Linked DNA regions of Zea mays: regions 2 and 3 are each linked to region 1. Evidence: chromatin contacts called from public ChIA-PET and Hi-C data. All regions are on one chromosome and are shown on one strand. Each heading gives the region's core, a stretch centred on a gene start, on an enhancer-like site or on the middle of the called end of the contact. The rest is flanking DNA. Distances are from core to core; before and after follow the strand shown.

Region 1 (4,116 bases), core at 569-3,068:
CTGTCATAGTGACGAGCTTCTTTCCGTTCTCCTTTGAGGGCGGAGGTACTGGAAGAGCAAACGATCCTTGACCTTGTTCACCTCCTTTCTCCTAGTGACCTGTGTCCATGTCTCTGTGGAAGAGGTGGACAACGGGGTTCTTTGGGTAAATGGCCCCTCTGTTCCTGGTTTGCAGGAGGGAATCTTTGTTCGGAGCGTTGGAGGCTGCGTTTTTTCTTGCTTCGCTCCGATTTTTCCGGAGATTGTTGTAGAAGGCCTTTTCTCCAGCGGATCCGCGATGCGATGTAGAGTTCCTTCTTCATCTGCCACAGATGAAATGGTTCCGAAGCAGAACATGGACCTAGGGCGGAGGACGATCTTGCGCTGGAAGGTGATGGCCATTGAGCTAGCTTGGATCAGTGACACACCCCCTACCTGGCGCGCCAGCTGTCGGTGCTTTGGGTCCGACTGCGCACCCAGGGTTGCCCCTCGAGGTGCTTTTTGGAGTAGGACGGTGTCACCGATTGTAGCTCGATGGTTCGCGCTAGACGCACGAGAGACAGTGGACAATTTTGTACAGGTTCGGGCCGCTTTAAGATGCGTAATACCCTACGTCCTGGCGTGAATACTTTGTGTGGTGGGTTACAAGGAGGTTCTCTAGTATCGAGGATGTTAGAGAACTAGGTGGATGGCTAAGTAGTGAGATATGTTTTTGAGTGGATGCCCCCTAGGCCTTATATACTCGACCGTGGGGCATTATATGTGGATATGATAACAATGTGAACCTAATTAATAGTGAATCAACTGAGCCTATCTTCCTATAATTCCGCCGACCTATCTCCGGCTCCGCTTAGTTCCGATGTATGAGGCCTCTGCGCGGGAAGGTCGGATCCTTGTTACGGTTGCCGTTCAAACCCATCGGGCCGTCTGGGCCTGCGTTAATCCAATCTTGTGTCAATCCACTTTACCGGACGTGCCTTCTCAGGCCCACGAAGGGATGACCTTGCGAATTATTGGGCCCGCAGGCCTTTCGCGAGGTCTTTTAGCCTTCCAGTGGACCCAGGGATATCTGTCCCCCACAACACCCACGCCACGTTGCGTCCAACCACGGTCGACGAGTCATCCACCGTGGTTCTCATACGCCACATGCACAGGGCACGACCGAATCTTTTCGCGCCCTACGCCCGTGTCTTCCCTGGACGTTTGCGATTGCCAACCGACTGAGGCCCGTTGGGCATCTTTTAGGCGGCCCATTAGGAGCCATTTGGATGGCCTACGAGACGTAATCGAGCCGTGGTGCGCCGGCGGATATCTGTTCCCCACACATTCCGTCCCCGCAAGCTCGATGTGGACTAATTTTCACTGTTTTGATCTCTCTGGGGACGAAATCACCTTATCATACAAGAATTCCCCACCACAAATCGAAATCGAGCCTTTGTCATCTCTGCTCGGTTCACACGTCATAGTAGTGTTTGTGACTAGTAAAATTATAAAACTTACCGTTCAAGTTTTCAAAACAAAATTGTTAACTTTATATCAAGCAATAGTATCTTATATGACCAAAGGGTAAAGACCATGGGAAAATTTTGTACTCTATCCTTTTAACTTTTGGCCAGCGATCAAAGTGCTCTTCGCATAAAAATAGTTCTCTGACCAAACACGAAATTTGCATGCTTCCTTCCCACCAAAAACATGTGTCCGAACTATATAAACTAAAATCAGAGGAGGACGGACGGGCAGCCGGGCAGGAAGGGCTGATCCGAAAACGGCGGATTCTCTCCGCGCAAGAGGCCAAGTGTCCTACTACAGTAGCGACGACAGCACAGACGCACCCACCCCCGGTGACCTGACCACCAGCCACCCACCCCGTTCCTGGTAGGCTTCCTCTTCCAGGGACACGCCCGTCATTTCCGCCCCACGACGCTTTTACTTTTCTGCGCACCCTTTCACACTCACTGACTCACCGCCGCGCTCGCCCGCCCTCTCGCCTCGTCGTCACGTCAGACTCAGACATCACCCCCACCCCCACCCTCTCTCTCCCTCCGTCCCGCCAATAAATTTTCCCAGCGCGACGGCGCCCCGCTCTCCCGCTCCGTTCCTCCTCCCTTCCCCGAAGCTTCGGCGCCCCCTCGCTCCCTCCGCCCCGTTTTAAGCGCGCCCGCCTCCGACCGACCGGCCGCCACGCGAGCGACCGCTTCGGCAAACGGGGAGGAGGAGGAGTGTTTGCTTCTCTGTCTTGATCGGGGAGGCGCCATGGCGGACACCCGCAAATTCGTGCTGCCCGGCCAACCCCCAGGTACGGCTCGCTCCTCCTGTCTGCTTCTCCTCCGGGGTTGGGGTTTTGCGCGCTCCCCACGGGAGAGCACGGAGAATTCGATGGTTTTACGGCCACAGATGCGTTTTCGTTTCAAGACGGAGAGAAAAGCAACTGCACGTGCCGTGTCGATCGAGGACGAGTCATCTTAAATGCTTTATTAAGTACATCTGGAAAAAGGGCCGTGCGTCCCATGTTCTTGCAGTTGCACTTGCAGTCCCCGCGAAATTTCACCCTCTTTTTTTTATATCTACAAAAAAAAAAACCCCGGTCCATTCCCGGCCTTTGCAAATTCGCTCTATCGCCCCGCGGAATTTCGAGCTGGATGACGGGATGAGTTTCTCTTTCATCGGCCACGTATTTTGTTTTTCGAAAGAAAGCGACTGGGGCTAGTCTCTCTCTGGCGTTTTGCTGACTTTTCCGACCAATAATTCAGAGCAGACAAAAAGGGGTTTCGGTACCAAGAACGAGGAGTCGAGGACCGTATGCGAGTGGTGGTGGTCGCCTGGTCGGAGCAGTTGTTGGCGTTGACTAACCGGGGACTAACTAACTAACCTCGTCGTGAATGAATCTGCAGACATCTCGCAGATACTGCAGGAGGCTCAGAACCGGTGGCTGCGGCCCACCGAGATCTGCGAGATACTGTCCAACTACAAGCTCTTCTCCATCGCCGCCGAGCCGCCCAACATGCCGAGGAGTACGGTTTCTCTCCCTATGTTTTTTGTGCTCTCTTTAGGTGCATGCTGTGGCTTCTGAACACTGGCCTCATAAATATGCTTATTAAATTCCATTAGCAATCGTGATGTATTTATGCTGTGGGCTATGGAAGAGTTGTTGTCTGCTGGCAGCTTGGCATGGGCATTTCGGCTGTGTATATTTCTTTGGAGTAGCTAGTGATACAGCTTATGGTAAATTTTTCGCTTGCTTTGCGGGCTCGACAGGTCTTCCTCTGCTTGCTATGAAGCCATCGAAAACATGTTCTCATTCTGAAACAGAAATCTGGCACAACTTGATGTGTTGGGGGATCTGGTGGGTAAATTTTATGGTAAATAGTTTGTGATTTTCGCTAGGCAACACAACCACATGGCGGTTTTCCTTTCGAGTCATTGCTGATGATACGTCAGCCACGCCCAGTGTCCTCTTTCATTAGTTTTTTAAGAAGAAACGTAGTTTTGTTTCGGTTAGCACAAATAGTACAACAGTTACATTATAGCCCTACAGTTTGATTGCTCGATTTGGTCAAAGCTATTCTTATAGTAGTATTAGCTCTACAGTTTGATTGCTTCATTTGGTCAAAGCTATTCTTATAGTTCGGAATGCTGGCCCTCTCATTGGCACTGATTCTCATTACTTAACTTCCATCTGATCGCAATAGGTGGCTCTCTTTTTCTATTTGATCGCAAAGTACTGAGGTACTTCAGAAAGGATGGACACAACTGGAGAAAGAAAAAAGATGGCAAGACTGTCAAAGAAGCTCATGAGAAACTGAAAGTGAGTAACTATTTTATTTTGAAAGAAAATCAATATCTCGAATGCTGCGCAAAAAAGTTTAACTGTGGATGCTGGAATGTTCTGTATCATTTTGGGCATTTGCTACTTGTTATTGTGCATTCTGTAACTTCTGTAGCGGTAGTGATAAATATTTTTTGTGTGTATACTGCCTATCCAGTATAGATGGTGTCCATGCTTGTGGAGTTTTTTTTAAACAACTTGCATATCGCACCGCTATCCATACTCATAGAGCTGTTAACAATTTCCATCTTATGCTGCCACATTCAATTTAGACCTTAGCAATGAGCATTGCATTGGGGGAGAAGCTGTTG
Region 2 (4,116 bases), core at 493-2,992, 210 kb before region 1:
GGGAACTCAGCCGCTCAAGCTCCCGCTCCATGTTGCTGGTGGAGGAGGCGACGACGCAGGAATGCTCCGGCGGACAGCAGGGTCGCCGGGTTCAGCCATGGACGGGGCAGCGAGCACGAGCGGTGGAAAGTTGACGTTGTCAAGGCGTGGAGCTTGGCACTTGGGGGTTGGAGGTGTCTTACTACCCCTCCCGGAGCACTGCCAGGAACGGTGTCCGTTGCGCAGGCAATTTATGCACCTCACCGGGTCTCTGCAATCAATGGCGAAGTGGCCTCTGCCCAGACAGCGGGCGCATTTACCTTGCAGACTTACCAGCAGACGGCGAGGAGTCGGGGTCGAGCGAGGCACCCATGTCGTGCGGTCTGGTTCCGCACAGGCAGCGCGTCGGCGCCTGCGCCGAATCGTCGTCCAGCTGCCAGGAGCTTCGTCTTCAATGCGGTCGCAGCCATGAGTTGTCGGAGGATCGGTGGAGACATCAAAGCGACTGGATTTGCTGGTGGATTTGGGGGAGGAGAGGTAAGTGACGTCTGGCGCGCCGCTCGCAGTCAATGCAAAGCGAACGCGCTTGGAGGAGTGAAGGACCTGGGGTAGGCTGGCAGGTGGAGGCGGCGGCAGCGGGGGCAGGGGCATGGGAGGCCGAGCTAGCGGTGCTAGGGGAGTACGCTGGGTGGGATCTGGCTTCCTGGGGGTGGGATCTGCCGAGGACGACGGGACAACGACAGATCGGGCGGATGCGGCGGCGGGGGGAGCGCGGTCGCCGTGGGGGGGAGAGCGGGTGGGGAGGGAGGGCATCCTGATGCTCACAAAGCTCCATAAATAAACTTATCATTTCAGCTGAATCGATTTAAGGGGTGTTTGTTTGGATTATAATCTGTTTAGATTATATAATTTTTTTATCAAATTTTAAACTAAGTGTTAGTTTATAATTTATTAGAAAAAAATGAGCCTATCCCTGGAAAAGGATCTGTTCTGGAGTAAATGAAACAGATCCTTGTACGGCTATATCCATTCCATCCTCTCTAATCCAAACGAAAACATGTGGAAATCGTTTCGTGAGACAGAGAGATCAAGGACCGGGACGTGCTCTGGTGGGCTTCTGACCACCCACCTATGCGACATTGGACCGAGCAATGACAAAAGGAATATACTACCGGCCAAGCCGAGGTCCGGTTGCCACTTGAAGCCCAGAAACGAAGGTGCAACTTAAAAAAAGTACACGTGTCTCGTGAGCATCCTATAATTCAAATAAAAAAAGTAAAAACGCAGCGCGAAAACCGCCCGGTTTCCCATCTAGGCTAGGCCAAGCCGAAGCCGAGCCGACCAAACCGAAGCGGCGTCGCTGTCTCTGTCTGTCGCATTCGCTCGCATACTACTCGCACGCGCATCGGCTGGGAATGGATCAGCGCGGGCGCGAGGCGCGAGCGCAAGCGGGGGCGCAGCAGCCAATGGGGCGCCGGCAACTGATCGGATCGCGCCGGCGCCTCGTGTCCACTACCTCGGCACCGCCCAGGGCCCACCACGCCCGCTCCCAGCCGCTAGTTATAGTTACCAAACAATTTCTTCTTTTTTTCTCCTCTAAAAAGATCCTTCTGGTAATTTGGTGCTCAAGGCGAGACGCCCATCTCCCCTCTCATCGTCTCTCTCATCTCATCCAGCCTGTGCCAAAACAAAACGAGAAAAAAAAGTCTTGCTGCTGCTGGTGGTGGAGCGAGAAAGGAAAAAAAAAAAGAAGGGGTAATCTCAGGAACCATCTAGATACAGCGGCGGTACGTGGACTGGACTGGAGCGAGCAAGCCTGCGCCGGCGCCGCCGTCCTCCCGAAACAGAAGCTGGTAAGATCCATCCTGCTCTTGAGTTCCTCTCTCCCTCTCTAATCGTTTCCTGTCGTCTTTGAGCTGGCCCGGTGCTGTTCTTGCCTCCTTTGCGGGGCTGGGAACCTTGAGTTCCTCCTATCTGTTCTTGGGTTAAGAGGCGTTTTTACCCCCCCTTCGTTTCTGGCGACTGGTTTCTGGTGGTCGTGTGCGCGCCCCCCACCTTCTGTCTGACTGGTGTTTGGTGTCCTTGTGGCGATTCTTCTTCGTTCTCTCTGTTTCTGAAGGAAGATACCATTTTGGATCTTTGCTGGAGCGCTTTACTGTGATACTACTGTCTGCTTTTTTTTTTCCCTACTGTTGGTTTTTCTTTGCTTCTGCAGCTTCTGATCCACAGCTCTTGATTCCGGAAGGTGACAACATGTCTATTCGATTTCCCTGTTTTTTTTGTTCTTTATTGTAGAGTTCTAGGCCCCTTCGGTGAGATGTATGCGTCACAAGCTTTCCGTGTTTTCCAGCGCTGTTTGATCTGAGCCCAAGGTGGGCTGGCAACTGAACATTCCTGCGGTAGTTTTGTTTGAATATAATTACTGTTGTAGCGACCTGTTTCGGAATATGATTATTTGTTTAGCCTACAGCTTCTTTTTTTTTGCGGATAATTCATCTAATTTTCTGTCCTTTTGGTAATTTGTAGTAGTTGGTCAAGAACTGGGGATACTGAGTTGAATATGATCTCAAATCCGGTGGACTGGTATAGTTTCGGACCCGGATAGAATTGGTAGGGATGCAAGATTGGAGGGTGCGTGAGGTAATCTCAGTTCATGAATTCCTTCTCTCTTTCTTTTTGTGAAAAGTTTCGGAATTTCTTGATAAACGTAGCATCTCACTTCTATTTGTAAGCCACTGCATTTTATACATGAGATTATAACCAATGATGTGGAATGCATTTGTTTGCAATATAGGAAAAAACATTTTACAAATAACAGTGACCTAGATTTAGTGGACGATAAGAAGTGGAAAAATTAGGAAGAACACATAGGTAGGTGCGTGTGAGGATAGTTTTATTCAATTCCATATAATCTGTGCAAGTATACAGATTAAAGAATTAGCCCGCCGTGGTTTGGGACTGTGTACATAAGGTTCCTGGTATGCACGTTTATTTCCATTTCAACCAGCTGATGTAACAATGAGATATTATTTCTATATCTAGAATTCAAGCTAGTTGGGTTATGCTTCAAGTTCGTTCGCTGCCTAGTTAGCTTGGATGGCTTTGATTTATTTATTGATACTCATCATCAGTTAGGCAAGCAGGTTAAGCTTTGTGCTGACTTGTGGAAGTACCAGTGTTCATTTCGTTGAAGTGCGCTTGCCACCCATAATAGATCCACAATTGTTTTTGCTCTGGCTAGATGAGTGGGGGTTTAGTGGGCTAGCCCCAAGTAAAAGTTCCTACTTCCTACTTTCCTAGTGCCTGCTTTGGTGAAGTAAGTTGACCAGTGTTTAAAATTTCAATGTTTGATTGACACGCTACAAGTGTAGCATTAATCAACTTGATGCTGAACTCATACCCTAGTCACAATCATCTGTTGCGCTGGACCTTGGTCACTAAGGGCTACTTTGGGAACCTCAAATCCCCTTCGGGATTAGAGGGGATTGGGGTGGAAATGAACTAATTTCCTGTCCAATCCCCTTCAATCCCGAAGGGGATTTAAGTTTACAAACTAGCCCTAACAGTGTGTTGTTTATGTTCTCTGGACCCTCGTTTATCTTGACATTCCATTCGAATTGCTATTTTTTCCTGCTGTAGGCCTATGACTAATAATGCTTTTACAGTTCGAAGGTAAATTCACTGATGAGTTTGCCCACAGCAGTAGCAACGAACATAAAGGTGGAGTTGAGGCTTCTGGTGTCATTAGTAGTAAGAAGTTGAAGCATGCAGTTGCTAATGAGAAAATCCAAGGTGTCATCCCCGGTACAAATAGCTCAGGTTCACTGAAACGTAATTCAGAGAACATCCAACATGCGAACGGGGTATTATCCCAGAATATAAGCTGCGCTGGTGACTACAAAAATGGCTCCATTGCCTTTCCTTTGAGAGAAGAAAATACAATAACTGAGACCAGATGTCCAGATGATAACTGGAACTCCTGTCAGTTTGCACTGAACAATGGTTCGTCCATTCTCAATAACCACAGTGCTCCCCAGGATAGCCTCACTTATGGAGATAATGATCTAAACTACATCGAATGGCCTGGCATTGACAATTTTGAGGATGTCGATACATTATTCAGGTATTCAGAACTTC
Region 3 (4,116 bases), core at 455-2,954, 130 kb before region 1:
TTTATCTAAATACCATAAACTACAATGTTGTATCTAAATAATAGCTATTAGTTTTGTAGCTGACTAAAACTATAATATTGTCATGACAATTGCAATTGCAAGTGTAGTATTGTAAAATCATGGTTTTAAGAAACATTTACCAAACAGGCCCTCAAAATCTTTCCAAACGTTTCTGTAGGAGTAAGCTTGTACGATACTTCATCATTTTATTTTATCGCTAGTTCGCCTTCGATACTCAACAGTTCAGCTGTTTCGAAGTTCAACCACAAGTCCTTAACAACAATATAACGGCATAAAAACTTCCTGCGAGTTCATTTTTGAACTAAACTGCGACAAATAAATAAAAGAAGTACATCGTAGACCCGCATGTAACAACTTCTGAAGTGGGAGACATTGCTTCATGCAAGGACCCTCCATGCTAAAACTTCCTGGCCACTCATAGTCATACATACGTAATGCACTGCTGAGGTTAAGCATCAGTTTGTTCAGCCTCGCCTTCGTCTGAAAAAAATAACAAAGAAAACAAAGATCAATTGGGAAGGTGACATGCTTCAGTTGACAAGAACATCTCAATCGGTGCAACTTTAATTATGCGTTTGTATGAATGGATTGAATGATGAAACAAATGTACCCTTCACACCTTGCAGATGAGACTGGAACCCGCAAGAGGTGAGATGGTTGGCAAGTTTCTCGGCCAATTGTTTTTGCCAGTCTTTGGTAGCCTTCGCTTCAGGTGTCGTCCACACAATAGCGGTGGCCTTTTCGACATCAACTGTAGCTGCAGCAACCTCAGGCTGCCAAAAATAATCCAAATAAACTTCGGTTACATGGTGGTATAACTTGATGCAAGGTGATGGCGGCACTTGGAGGTGTCACACACAGAAGCAGCATACTGTACAGTGCAAAACATGCCAGGTACAAATTGGCTTGGCTAATAAGAACCGAAAGCAACTGCGTATGCAAGTGCTGATTTTACAGTCGTGTCATTCGCAGCAGATAATTTGTTTGCAAATTTAACAGACTAGACCATAAGATTTGTGAGTCTAGTGTATCCGATTTTGAATCTGTTTCCAGAACCGACGCCAAGGGCCAAATGGAGAGACGATATGAGAGGAAGCAGAGTTGCAAGCTTTGCACTGCTGCTAGTGCTAACTCTTAACGGACCTGGCTCTCCAGAATTCGCTTCACCTTGTCCGCACATCCGCCGCACGTCATTCCCTGCACGCACGCACGCACGCAGCAGGCAGCACAGCAGCTCATACCGGCGGCTATCAATCGGAACAAAATCGTAGCGTCAAGGTTCAGACACGGGAACGAGCGTTACCCCGACATGGAGCACGATTGCGTCAGAGTCGCCGTCCTCCTGCTGCTCGGACTCACCCAGAGCCGCCACAGCCGCGGCGGCCGCGGCTGCGCCGGCACCGGAGTCGTCCCCTCCACCGTCGCCGCCGCAGCCGCCTGCAGATGAGCGCCCCCCGCCGCCGCCTGCGCCGGATGTGGAGGTGGCGGAGACGGAGGCGAAGCCGCGGCGGGGCCGCGCCAGGACCGGCGGGAGCAGGGGCCTCCCCGCGGTGGGCAGCAGAGGGAAGGACACCCTCGTTGTCGTCGTGGCCACCACGGCTTCCATTGCTGCTTGAAACTAACTACCACAGCAGCACAGGCCGGTAGTGCTTTTCGCGGCGGGCGTTGCGTTATGTCCAAGTCCAACGGATTCGATTTGCTCGCTGGCCTTTTGCAGACCAGAGTTGCCGTGGGCCCGTGGCAGTCGTGCGCTCCTGCTTCACGTGTTCCTGCCATCAGACCGTACGAATTTTTTCTCCATTGCACAAAAAATACATTTTTAAAATTTTGTCTAGACATAGGGGACGTTTCGTTTAAAGGGACTAATTTTTAGTCCTTCATTGTATTACATTTTAGTTTTTAAATTATTAAATACGTAAACTATAATAGAATTTTAGTTTCCACATTTGACAATTTAGAAACTAAAATACAATAAAATGGAGGAACTAAAAATTAGTCACTATAAACCAAATACCTCTTATACAAGTAATGACATTCATAATATAAATAAAAAAGTCTAAATTACTCCCTCACTTATGGGCAATGTACATATAACCCCTTAACTATATTTTAGTTTAATTTACCTCTCCACATATTTGAGTTGATTCAAGCTACCTCTTAACAAAATTTGTCTTCCATAGAAAAAAAATATTATGGTTTTTATAATTATTTTGATAGGTTAAAAATCATATAATGTAATAGCTTTAATGATACAAAACTAAATATAAAATAATAATCATAATTTTCACATATTTTTCTAACTTAAGTTACGATGTCCTCAATCAGTCTAAAAATATGAACTTAAAATTCAACTTTTACATAGAAAAACAAAAAGATAAATATTGATATTTGTCTTTTTCTCCACGTATAAGTTAAATTTCAAATTTATATGGAGAAACAAGTATCGAGCCTCTTCTTTTGTGCTTTGTACATCAAGGCCTTCGGCGACGAAGCTGGTACACGCCTTTGCAACGCCTGTGCATAGCCGAAGTTCCATACCTTCTCATTTCTGGTTTTAAATCTGCTTCGTTGATTCTTTGTGTTGTACCTGAAACACACTTTCTCAGTCCGAAAGTTAACCTATGTACCTGAAACACACTGTTCATTATCCGGTGTGTGCCACGTCAGCCGACCGTTGGGGTTTGGAGCAGTTGACCGTTGAAGTACTTTGTCTTCTTGCGGCACCGGACAGTCCGGTGCGTTCTGCTTCTGCACTGTTCACTGTTCACCGCAGTCGACCGTTGGGCGCAGTTGACCGTTGCTCTGTTGGCTCGCTGGACATGTCCGGTGCACATCAGACAGTCCGGTGAATTATAGCGGAGTGACTCTAGGAAAAACCAGAGAGCGGCCAGTTCGTGGGTGCCTTGGCCTGGGCACCGGACAGTGTCCGGTGCGCCACTGGCATCACCAATGCTTCTATTTGCTCTAAACTATGTAGAGTTCTCCAACTTATTTTCTTTATTGGATTGTGTTGTACTTTATGCACCTGAGATAAATGACAACTAGGCAAACTAGTTAGTCCACGTGGTTTATGATGGACGTCAAACACCAAAATCGATTATAGTAAATGTTTAAGCCTATTTCCCTTTCAAAATAACTAAACAAGAACGTGCAATCTAGGTTTTGTTTAAGTGTTGCTATCTCTACCGCAAAAGAGTTATGCAACCTAAGTTCCAATCATATATATATATATATATATATATATATTCTAAACTAGGAAAGAGAGATTGAAACTTAAGTACTTAAAGTAAATGCGGAATCTAAAGAGCAAAGGTAGAGATTGCAAACTCTCGTGGATGATGCTAGTATTTTTACAGAGGTATCCGGAACCGCGCAAGTTCCCAACTAATCCTCGTTGGTGCCCCTACACAAAGGGTAGCCCACGCAAGGGCCAAGCACCACGGTCGAGTAACTCCGTAAAGAGTCGCAGGCCTTCTCCACGCTCAAGTAGTGCCCCGCTTCTGGCTCCTATCGGATGCTCCCCACCTTCTCCACTATCGAGCTTCCAATTGAATCATCGCGGGCATTGTTCCCTCCAGTAAATGGTGGTGGTCGCACCACAAACGTGGTTGATGCGGTCTCGCAAGACTCTTGCCCCATTCGGTACAATTAGAACATCTCACTCAAGAGCCGAGGGGGTTTGCGGGTTTTTTCTAAAGTCACTCAACTAATTAGGAACAAGCTAGAGCAAACGCATAAGCGGTCTAACTAACCTAACCACTTCGCAAAGCACATACGCTCATCATCGAGTGATTCTATTAAGCACTTGGGTGTTTGAAGCCTTAGAGATGTGTGTTTCATGTGTTGGTATTTTGCTTGGGCTACAACACCTTCAAATGGTCGTGCAAAGAGGTATATATAAAGCCCCATGCAAAGAGAGTTGTTGGAGAAATATTCCAGCTCCATGTGGTGCACCGGACTGGCTGTACAGACCTGCCGTTGCAGTTCTGCGCCCTGGCACACCAGACAGTGTGTACAACCACGTGTGTGACACCCCAATGTCACTTAGGGTTTCTACCTTAAGCTAACCCCAAACTATTATCACATGCAATCTCA

The links. Hi-C and Micro-C count contacts between places; a contact is called where the count stands out from the background. ChIA-PET counts read pairs in DNA pulled down with a chosen protein or histone mark.
Region 2: a Hi-C map of endosperm shows a contact between it and region 1, with 7 times the contacts expected there. The contact joins the promoter of LOC100276005 here to the promoter of LOC103639007 in region 1. A contact is called at or near these places in 5 of 25 Hi-C or Micro-C datasets (bundle sheath, endosperm, leaf and 1 more).
Region 3: an H3K4me3 ChIA-PET map of seedling shows a contact between it and region 1, with 4 times the contacts expected there. The contact joins the promoter of LOC100284630 here to the promoter of LOC103639007 in region 1. A contact is called at or near these places in 4 of 25 Hi-C or Micro-C datasets (ear, endosperm, leaf and 1 more) and 1 of 3 datasets of contacts at active chromatin or transcription factors (seedling).

What each region holds. Positions count from the first base shown.
Region 1 is chr9:125,781,683-125,785,798 of Zm-B73-REFERENCE-NAM-5.0, forward strand. LOC103639007 (calmodulin-binding transcription activator 1) reads left to right here and starts at 1,819. Exons shown (of 13, transcript XM_008661785.3): 1 at 1,819-2,275; 2 at 2,871-2,990; 3 at 3,669-3,784. The coding sequence starts at 2,233.
Region 2 is chr9:125,574,647-125,578,762 of Zm-B73-REFERENCE-NAM-5.0, forward strand. It overlaps LOC100276005, which reads left to right and starts at 1,743. Exons shown (of 9, transcript NM_001149901.1): 1 at 1,743-1,832; 2 at 2,506-2,619; 3 at 3,645-4,102. The coding sequence starts at 2,596.
Region 3 is chr9:125,647,700-125,651,815 of Zm-B73-REFERENCE-NAM-5.0, forward strand. It overlaps LOC100284630 (copper-transporting ATPase PAA1), which reads right to left and starts at 1,705. Exons shown (of 4, transcript NM_001157525.2): 1 at 1,325-1,705; 2 at 1,165-1,218; 3 at 641-794; 4 at 170-501. The coding sequence starts at 1,627. The coding sequence ends at 470.